Regions from separate parts of the Gossypium arboreum genome. Here all the other regions are linked to region 3. A link is a contact called in public Hi-C data. All regions are on one chromosome and are shown on one strand. Each heading gives the region's core, a stretch centred on a gene start, on an enhancer-like site or on the middle of the called end of the contact. The rest is flanking DNA. Distances are from core to core; before and after follow the strand shown.

Evidence for each region. A called contact is a pair of places that touch in the nucleus more often than the background predicts.
Region 1: a contact with region 3 is called in a Hi-C map of leaf, with 3 times the contacts expected there. The contact joins the promoter of LOC108460258 here to the promoter of LOC108460746 in region 3. A contact is called at or near these places in 2 of 5 Hi-C or Micro-C datasets (both in leaf).
Region 2: a Hi-C map of leaf shows a contact between it and region 3, with 4 times the contacts expected there. The contact joins the promoter of LOC108460256 here to the promoter of LOC108460746 in region 3. A contact is called at or near these places in 2 of 5 Hi-C or Micro-C datasets (both in leaf).

Annotation. Positions count from the first base shown.
Region 1 is chr4:10,102,919-10,105,618 of ASM2569848v2, reverse strand. LOC108460258 (thioredoxin H2-like) reads left to right here and starts at 1,425. Exons shown (of 3, transcript XM_017759692.2): 1 at 1,425-1,756; 2 at 1,864-1,986; 3 at 2,628-2,700. The coding sequence starts at 1,622. It overlaps LOC108460256 (inositol hexakisphosphate and diphosphoinositol-pentakisphosphate kinase VIP2-like), which reads right to left. Exons shown (of 30, transcript XM_017759690.2): 30 at 2,659-2,700.
Region 2 is chr4:10,085,421-10,088,120 of ASM2569848v2, reverse strand. LOC108460256 (inositol hexakisphosphate and diphosphoinositol-pentakisphosphate kinase VIP2-like) reads right to left here and starts at 1,447. Exons shown (of 30, transcript XM_017759690.2): 1 at 876-1,447; 2 at 614-673; 3 at 3-49. The coding sequence starts at 944.
Region 3 is chr4:9,927,951-9,930,650 of ASM2569848v2, reverse strand. It overlaps LOC108460746 (serine/threonine-protein kinase PBL34), which reads right to left and starts at 1,260. Exons shown (of 6, transcript XM_017760368.2): 1 at 250-1,260. The coding sequence starts at 433.

The sequences.
Region 1 (2,700 bases), core at 176-2,675, 170 kb before region 3:
TATTCAATATTAGATATTAATATAAAAATAAATAAATTTAATATCCAATTTATCTAAAAATAAATTTTATTATTGAAAAATTAAAAATAACGTTTTTATATAAAAATAAAAATTTATTTATGAAAATAGGTTTATTAACTTTTTTTCATAATACAACAATGAGAATTCAAATAATTTTTGCTAATAGAGATTAGAGATTAGAGATTTGATATTTAATACTTATTAAAAGAAGGTTTAAGGGTGTAAAAGTTTTCAAATTAAAAAAAGTAATTAAGTTCTTTTTTTTCACTCAATTGGGGACTTGAACTTTTAAAATGTATCAAAAAGGCCCTCAAACTTTTTCAAAATAAGCAATTAAACCCTAATTTTTTATTTTTATTTTTTACGCTTAATTGGGTACTTAAATTGTCAAATGCATAAAAAATGTCCTTTGACCGTTAAAGTTAACTCCCCCTCATTTTTTTCAGTTAAAGTCATCTGTATCACAATCGCGGCGTGACATGTGGCCAAAAAATTATAAAAAGTAAAAATCAATAAAAGTTATAAAAATTATTAAATTTTAATAAAAATATAAAAGTATTTATATTTTATTAAAAATAAATAAAAATTATAAAATGCATCAAAAATGCCCTAAAATCATTTACTTTGACCGTTGACCTTTAAAAGTTAACGACCTCTAATTTTTTTTTAAGTTAAAGCCATCATATGTGACAACACAACGTGACATGTGGCGAAAAATAATAAAAACAAAAATCAATAAAATTATAAAAAATTATAAAATACTTCTTTTAGTATGATAATTTTTATAATCTTTTACTTAATTTTATATTTCTTTATATTTTTATAATTTGTTACGACTTTATAAAATTTTATAATTTTTTCTATATTTCTATATATTTTATAATTTTTACGATTTTATAAAATTTTATATTTTTTATGATTTTATAATTTTTAATAAAATTTTTAATATTTTTTATTTTTATATAAATATATTTTTATAAATTTTATTTTTATCATTTTGTCACATGTCACGTTGTGGTTGTGAAACGTAATGACTTTAATTAAAAAAAATTAAGGACAGTTTAAATATTTAATTGAGTGCAAAAAAGAAGAAGTAGAAGCTTAATTGCTTTTCTTGAAAATTTTAAAACTATTTTGATGCATTTTAAAAGTTAAAATATTTAATTAAGCAAAAAATAAAGATTTAATTTTTTAAAAAATTAAGATCTTATTGAAATATTATAAAGTTGAATTATATAAGTGAGTATAAAAAAAACACAGAAGCTTAATTATTTTTCTTGAAGAAATTTAAAGACATTTTATGCCCTTAAACCTAAAAGCAAATTCTTTGCGTACGTGATGCTCAAGCCAAGTCAATTCAACGGTTTTTAACTTTAATATTTTTGCAAAAATAATTTTAGTGAAGACCATGAAATTTATTTATTTTTAAATTTTTTTTACATATTTTTATTTTTATTTTTATTATGAACCCAAAAGAGTACAAAGAAAAAGTGAAAACGATAAAACCGAAGCTTCCCTACTGCCAGCCGCCTGCACAGCATATTGTCCATTGTTTTTTTCCCTTTTCGATTCTTTGATTTGAGAAAGGAAACAGGAAAAAATGGGTTCTTTCTTTTCATCCGATTCAACGCCAGAAAAGTCATCATCTTCATCTGAGCATTCAGGCATCCAAACCTTTCATTCATCACCCAGATGGCAACTTCACTTCAACTCTGTCAAAGACAGCTCACAGCTTGTACCTTTCTTTCTCAACCCTAAATCCTTTTTCTTTTGTGGGTTTTAAATGGTTGTTTTGATAATTATATGAAAAACCTGAATCTTGGTTTTTCTTTTCTTTTTCAGATGGTTATAGATTTCTCAGCTTCTTGGTGTGGGCCATGTAAATTCATGGAACCTGTTTTGAATGCCATGGCTGCTAAGTTCACTGATGTTCAGTTTGTAAAACTTGATGTTGATGAACTGCCTGTATGCATTCTATCCTTTTTCTTTCTATGTATACACACACACACACACATATGTACATCTATACATGATTTATAAGTATATTGTTTAAGGGTGCATTTAATGTACAGGGGAATGATGAAAAACATGTGATGAATCTGAAAATTTCTGAAACTTATTAGAAACTTTATAGGCCCCCATATCATTCTGTGTATTGAAAAGCACATTTCAATTAGTTGAATTGGATCATAGAGTCTGTATACTTGTAATTTGGATTGAAAAGATATACATCATCTTTTAGAGGTTAAAGGAAGGGGTATGATCAACCAATCTCAACTCAAGCTTATATTCAAGATGAGATCTTTCTTAAGCTCAAATTTTGTACTCAGCCCTGATTCGAGATAAAAATCAAATTGTTCGAGCTCACTCGATTAAGCACATGTGTTAAAAATGAGCTCAATTACTATATTTCAAATTTGAATTGTCTCTCGAGCTCAACTCCAAATTGCTCCTACTTGAATTCAGCTCCACTCATAGCTTGAGTTCAAGCTTGAGAATTCGCATTTTTTCAAGTTGAATCTTAGTTGCTTGTGAGCATAGGTGTGTTGTTTAGATATATATATATTTATTCCCTTGGTTTTTGTTGGTTCTTGGTGGGAATTTAGGATGTGGCACAGGAATTTGGGGTTCAAGGAATGCCAACTTTCGTGTTGCTAAAGAAAGGGAAGGAAGTGGATA
Region 2 (2,700 bases), core at 198-2,697, 160 kb before region 3:
ACCTTTCTATAGGATCTTCAAGAATAACCCTATCACCGAAATGGAGAATCTACAAGAAGAAAAAAAGAAAGACATTGCAATGCAAGAAATCCATAAGAACAAAACAACAAAACATTTTTCTTGAAGTACATATCACCGAAATGGAGAATCTACAAGAAGAAAAAAAGAAAGACATTTCAAAGCAAGAAATCCATAAGAACAAAACAACAAAACATTTTTCTTGAAGTACATGCGTCCAGCACTCATATCTTATGCATATTCGGACATGGATGTAAGAAATATGGCCGTTGAAGTACCCTTCAACTGACATGGAAAAAAATTTAACATGCATGTGTTGAACACATATCATATCCAATACTTAGACCCAAGTTTGATTAACATAGGGTGCAATATAGCACACACTAACAAACTCCAGCATATCATTCCAAACACTTAATTAGAGTTTTACCAAAAAATAAAATTTACATATTTCATCAATGTAAATGAGCAAACCATGGTTTATCCATTTATATTTCCCGTAAACTAATTCACGTTACATCAAATTCAACTCATACATAAATAAAACAATTCTAATTCAGATTAATTTAAAGTTTAAAAGTTATATCTGATCTACCTCAAATTCGCCAAAAGCCTTAATCCTGTCCAAAATCTGTCTCATTGGAGCTGAAAAAGCCTGAAAAAAGAACAGGAAATGTTTTAAAAGCTTAAAATTTAAGCATTAACACATAGCAATAAATAATAAATTATATTACTATACAAAGTCACACGTCGTCCAACTATATTATATTTTTTATGAAAAAATTATAATTTTTTCATATATTTAGTAGAAAACTCGAGCGAACAAAAGAGACAAGGACCTCGCTTCCGCATTTCACCTTCTTTTCCATGACGCAAATTCCAACAATTATCTTCTTATATCCTCTTCCATCTCCTGCTCCTACCATCTCTGAATCTTCCTTTTACTCTTTATATCTCAAAAAAGAAAAGTAATCTCAGCGAACAAAAAAGAACACTGCGACGGAAAACTCTTCCGCTGTGAATCACCGCCAGAACGCAAATCGGAAACTTCCAGGTATATATATTATCATACGTATAATATAAGATCAAGAAGAAGTAAAAAATAAAATAAAATAAAACAGTGAAAACGGGAAAAAAAAAAGAAAGAAAAAACAGAGAAAGCGATTCAGCGAAGAATAAAGAAGGCAAGGCGTTGAGTAAGTCGCGAGAAATATCGGAGAGGAAAATGAGATGGAACGCTTTCCAAGCCGAACAAAAATGAAAAACTTCTATTTTTTGAATTAAAAATATATTTATAGATTCATTTTAGTATTGAGGGAGGGGGTGTTTGGAGTGGAAAGATATTGGATTCCGGAATATTCAAGTGGATGATGATTTTGCTTTGTGACAGGGACGTGCAAAGTTTACGGGGTTTTTTTGGTAAATTTCTTACCCTTTAAATTCTAACTACATCTCCTACTTTAAAGCTTATATCAATTAAACCTATTGCTTTCACATTGATACATTATAGGTATGTATGTACGCATGTATTTTTAAATTTTTAATTATTTTACATACCACTTAACTGCGAAATGAAATGACTTAATTGGTATAAACTTCTAATTTTGACAATGTGATTAAAACATTTTAAAGTTTGAGAATCAATTTAAAATATTATTTGTAGTTTTAAAATGTTTGGTACAATTTTAAGGGCTAACCCAAAATTTGGCATGGGTCTCACTCCTAAAATGAATTTTTTATTTAAATTCTTTAAAATTTTAAAATTTTAAATTAGTAAAGATAAAATTATACTTTATTCCCCAAATGATAAAATTTTAATTTAACCATTAGAAAGTTACAATTTAATTTTGACTCTTAAATAATTTTCTAACTTTGCCCTTGTACAATTTACTATTTTTCATAAGTTTAATAGAGTGTTTAATTTTGAATTTTCTTTAATATAAAATAAATATATAATAAATTTAATATTTTTAATCATAACATAAAAATAAGTTGTTTTAGATTTATTAATTTCAACTTTCATTATGTACTAATTTCAAACTAATATAAAAATAGTATAATACAAAAAGTTTATATTTGGTAGATTCACATCTCTTTTATATATTTATTTTTAAAAATTTGTAGTAAAAGTTTAAAACCATACATAAACTTTGATCAAATGTATAATTAGTGATGACAATGGTGCAAGGTGAATTGTTGTCCACCTCGACCTCGACCCTAAGTTCTACTCTCGTCTCTCGACTCTAACTCGATCCTGACATTAAAAAAATAAACTTGCCCTAACCTCAACTCAAAATTTTATTAAAAGCCCGATTTCGACCCATCCTGATGGAAGTTTATTTTATTTTATTGTTTCAAATTAACCAATTCTTTGATTATAAAACAATTCATTCTAATATGTTGAAATCTTTTATTATGAAACAATGTCTTGAGAACGTGCTAACTATTTTTTATTTGCTTACTTGATAATATAAATTATGTATATTAGTCACTTTGCTAAATCTGATTCAATTGGAGCTATTAGTTCAGGAAGTAAGAACAATAGTGCAGTAGGCAGTAGATGAATTTATATAAGACGTTTAAAGCTATTTACTTGCCTACAATAGATGAGTTTATTCAATCAATGGCTCCATGTAAATAGCACAAGATAAACACTATTACATTGTCACATACGAATTTTGT
Region 3 (2,700 bases), core at 11-2,510:
AATAATCAATCAATATCTAACAAGGAATATAATCAATGAACATGAACAAAGAAACTACAAAAAACAGTGAAAGAAAACCAAGAAGAAATTTTAATTTATACACCATATTGAGTGCTAATTATATAATCAATCAATAGATTTCAATTCATCATTAGAATGCCCCCTTTTTCAAATAATATTCAATCAACATGAACAAAGAAACTACAAAAGCAGTGAAAGAGAACCAATAAACAAATTAAATTTATATACCATATGGAGTGCTGGTTCCACTAGTGGAACCCTCCATTTTGGTTCTTGGAGACAAGCAGTTTCCCATAAACCTAAACTTAAACCAACATCCAGGCTCACCATCTTCACTATCTTTCTTCTTTTTCCCTTTGGATTTTTCAACATTCCAAGGCCCCACCTGGATATCACCTGGAACTAATCCCATTTTGCAAGTAATCTTCACACTAAATTCCCTTGTCTAAATAACACTTCATGTCACCATAAAACACCCAAAAAGATCAGTTTTTTAAAACAAAATTAATAATCAAAATTTACCAAGCAAGAGAAAGGATGGAATTCCCATGAAAACAGATACCCTTTTGTTTTAAACTGAAAAAAAACAACTTGATTCTAAGAAAACTAAACAACACAAAATGACATAAACCCAGATTAGAAAATAGGTCTAAAATTAAACGGCATTCAAAGAAAAGAACATGCAACGCAAGAAATCAACTCAAAACAGTAATACATAGCTAATATTAAGAAGAATGAGAAAATCCAAAACAAAAATAAAAACCCAAGAGAAGAAAACCCACCAAAAAACCAAAAAAAAAAAAAACCAACCCCAGACTCTTCAGTTTAGCCTTGACACCCAACACAAAACATTCAACTCAAATTTACTTGAAAGAGTAACAAACAACTCCAAAAAACACACTTAGACACAAAACAAAGAGTTCAAATTCTCCATTTTTTTTCAAAGAAGGGAAAGGAATGCAGCAGCATTTGAGAAATGAAAAAAACTTTGAAAGCTAAAAATGAAAGAGAAGAACACAAACACACACACACAAAAAAAAAAGGTGGGGAAAAGAGAAAAGAGCGGTATTTTCGCGTGAAAAGGAGTGAGAGTTTGTGTGTGTTTTTGTAATTTTTGAGAAAACTAAGTTTAAATTAACAAAAGAAAAAAAGAAAAAAAAAAAGGAACAGTTTGGTTGGATTTGAGTTATCCTGTTCCAAGGCCTACAGGCTACTAACGTTTGCTTTTTTGTTTTGTTTTGTCTTGTTGTTGTAAATACTGAATGAGAAAAATAAATATATTATTTATGACCTTTTTTGTTTGTATATATAAAGCCCAAATTAATTAAGCATACCCCAGAGAATAAAAACTCATATTAGACTGTAATTATGACTTGATTCTTTTTTTAAATTTTTTTTTATATATTTTCTTTTAACAGTAATAAAACGTTACAATTACTTTGTTGTTTGTGGATTTAGACCAAGCTACAACCACTATTTCTGTCTTTAATCAATTAAAATTAGACTCCATTTTTAATATTTTGTGTTGTTATATAAAAATCAATTAAAGAAATTATTAAAAACCAAATTTTAAAATAGATGTTGTCTGGTTTGAGTCATTTTAATTACGTTGGTTGTTTAGGTTTTTTTTTGTTACTATAATTCATTAAAATTTTAAATCTAAAATAGGACATCTTTTTATAAAAATTCAAAATAGGACATTTAACTTTCCAAGTATTAATCTTTTATCATTTCAATTAAAACCGCATTATTATTTTATGAATTTTTTATATAAAATTTATTTTTCACTTACATTATGGGAGTGTGCAAAAGATATGTTTTAATATGTACTAGATTATGTAACACCTGTATCGTGGGGAAGAAAATCTCTCAACTTAACCACTCTGTTGTAATTTCAATTATTTAATTTTAAAATAAATCATAAAATTATTTAAAAACATAAATATTGTTATACTAAGATTTATTTTAACTTTTTTAAAATTAATTTGATATTTGACCAATTTATCTGTGCAGTTTTTAAGTAATTAGATTTATGTATTTTTACGGTCTTGGTGAAAAAATTTATGTAATAAACATATGTATTAAAATTTATTTAAAATCAAATAATGTTTTCAGGGTGAAACCAAAAAAGTTTTAAGGGGCGAATTAAAATTTTAATTTTTAATAGCCCATATTTTTATAACTTTTAAAGGACTAAATTAAATTTTTATAATTTTAGGGGACAAAGTATAATTTTACCTTTACTAATATAAAATTTTAAAAATTTTAAATGGTCTAAATAATAATCTTCCATTTTAGGGGGGTCGGCCCACGGCTCCCCCTAGATTCGCCTCTAGATGTTTTAGTTGAAAAGGTGAAGATTTGATATGCATAAAATCTTATCATTGATAAATTTTTATTGATGTGTAAAATTATAAAAATACTCTAATAATAATATAATTTACATTGTAAAAGAATCATTTTTATAGTTTTTAATTAAATTGAAACTTAATTATAGATAATACTAATTTAATTGAGAATATAAATATAGATTCATAAATATATATGTGGTAATATAAACAAGGTTAAAATTGTAAATTAAATAATTTTTAAAATTTAATATTTATGATTAATTCAGTACAATATAAAATTTTTAACTTAGCAAACTACATTTCCATATTGAGAATATGATGGGGAAAA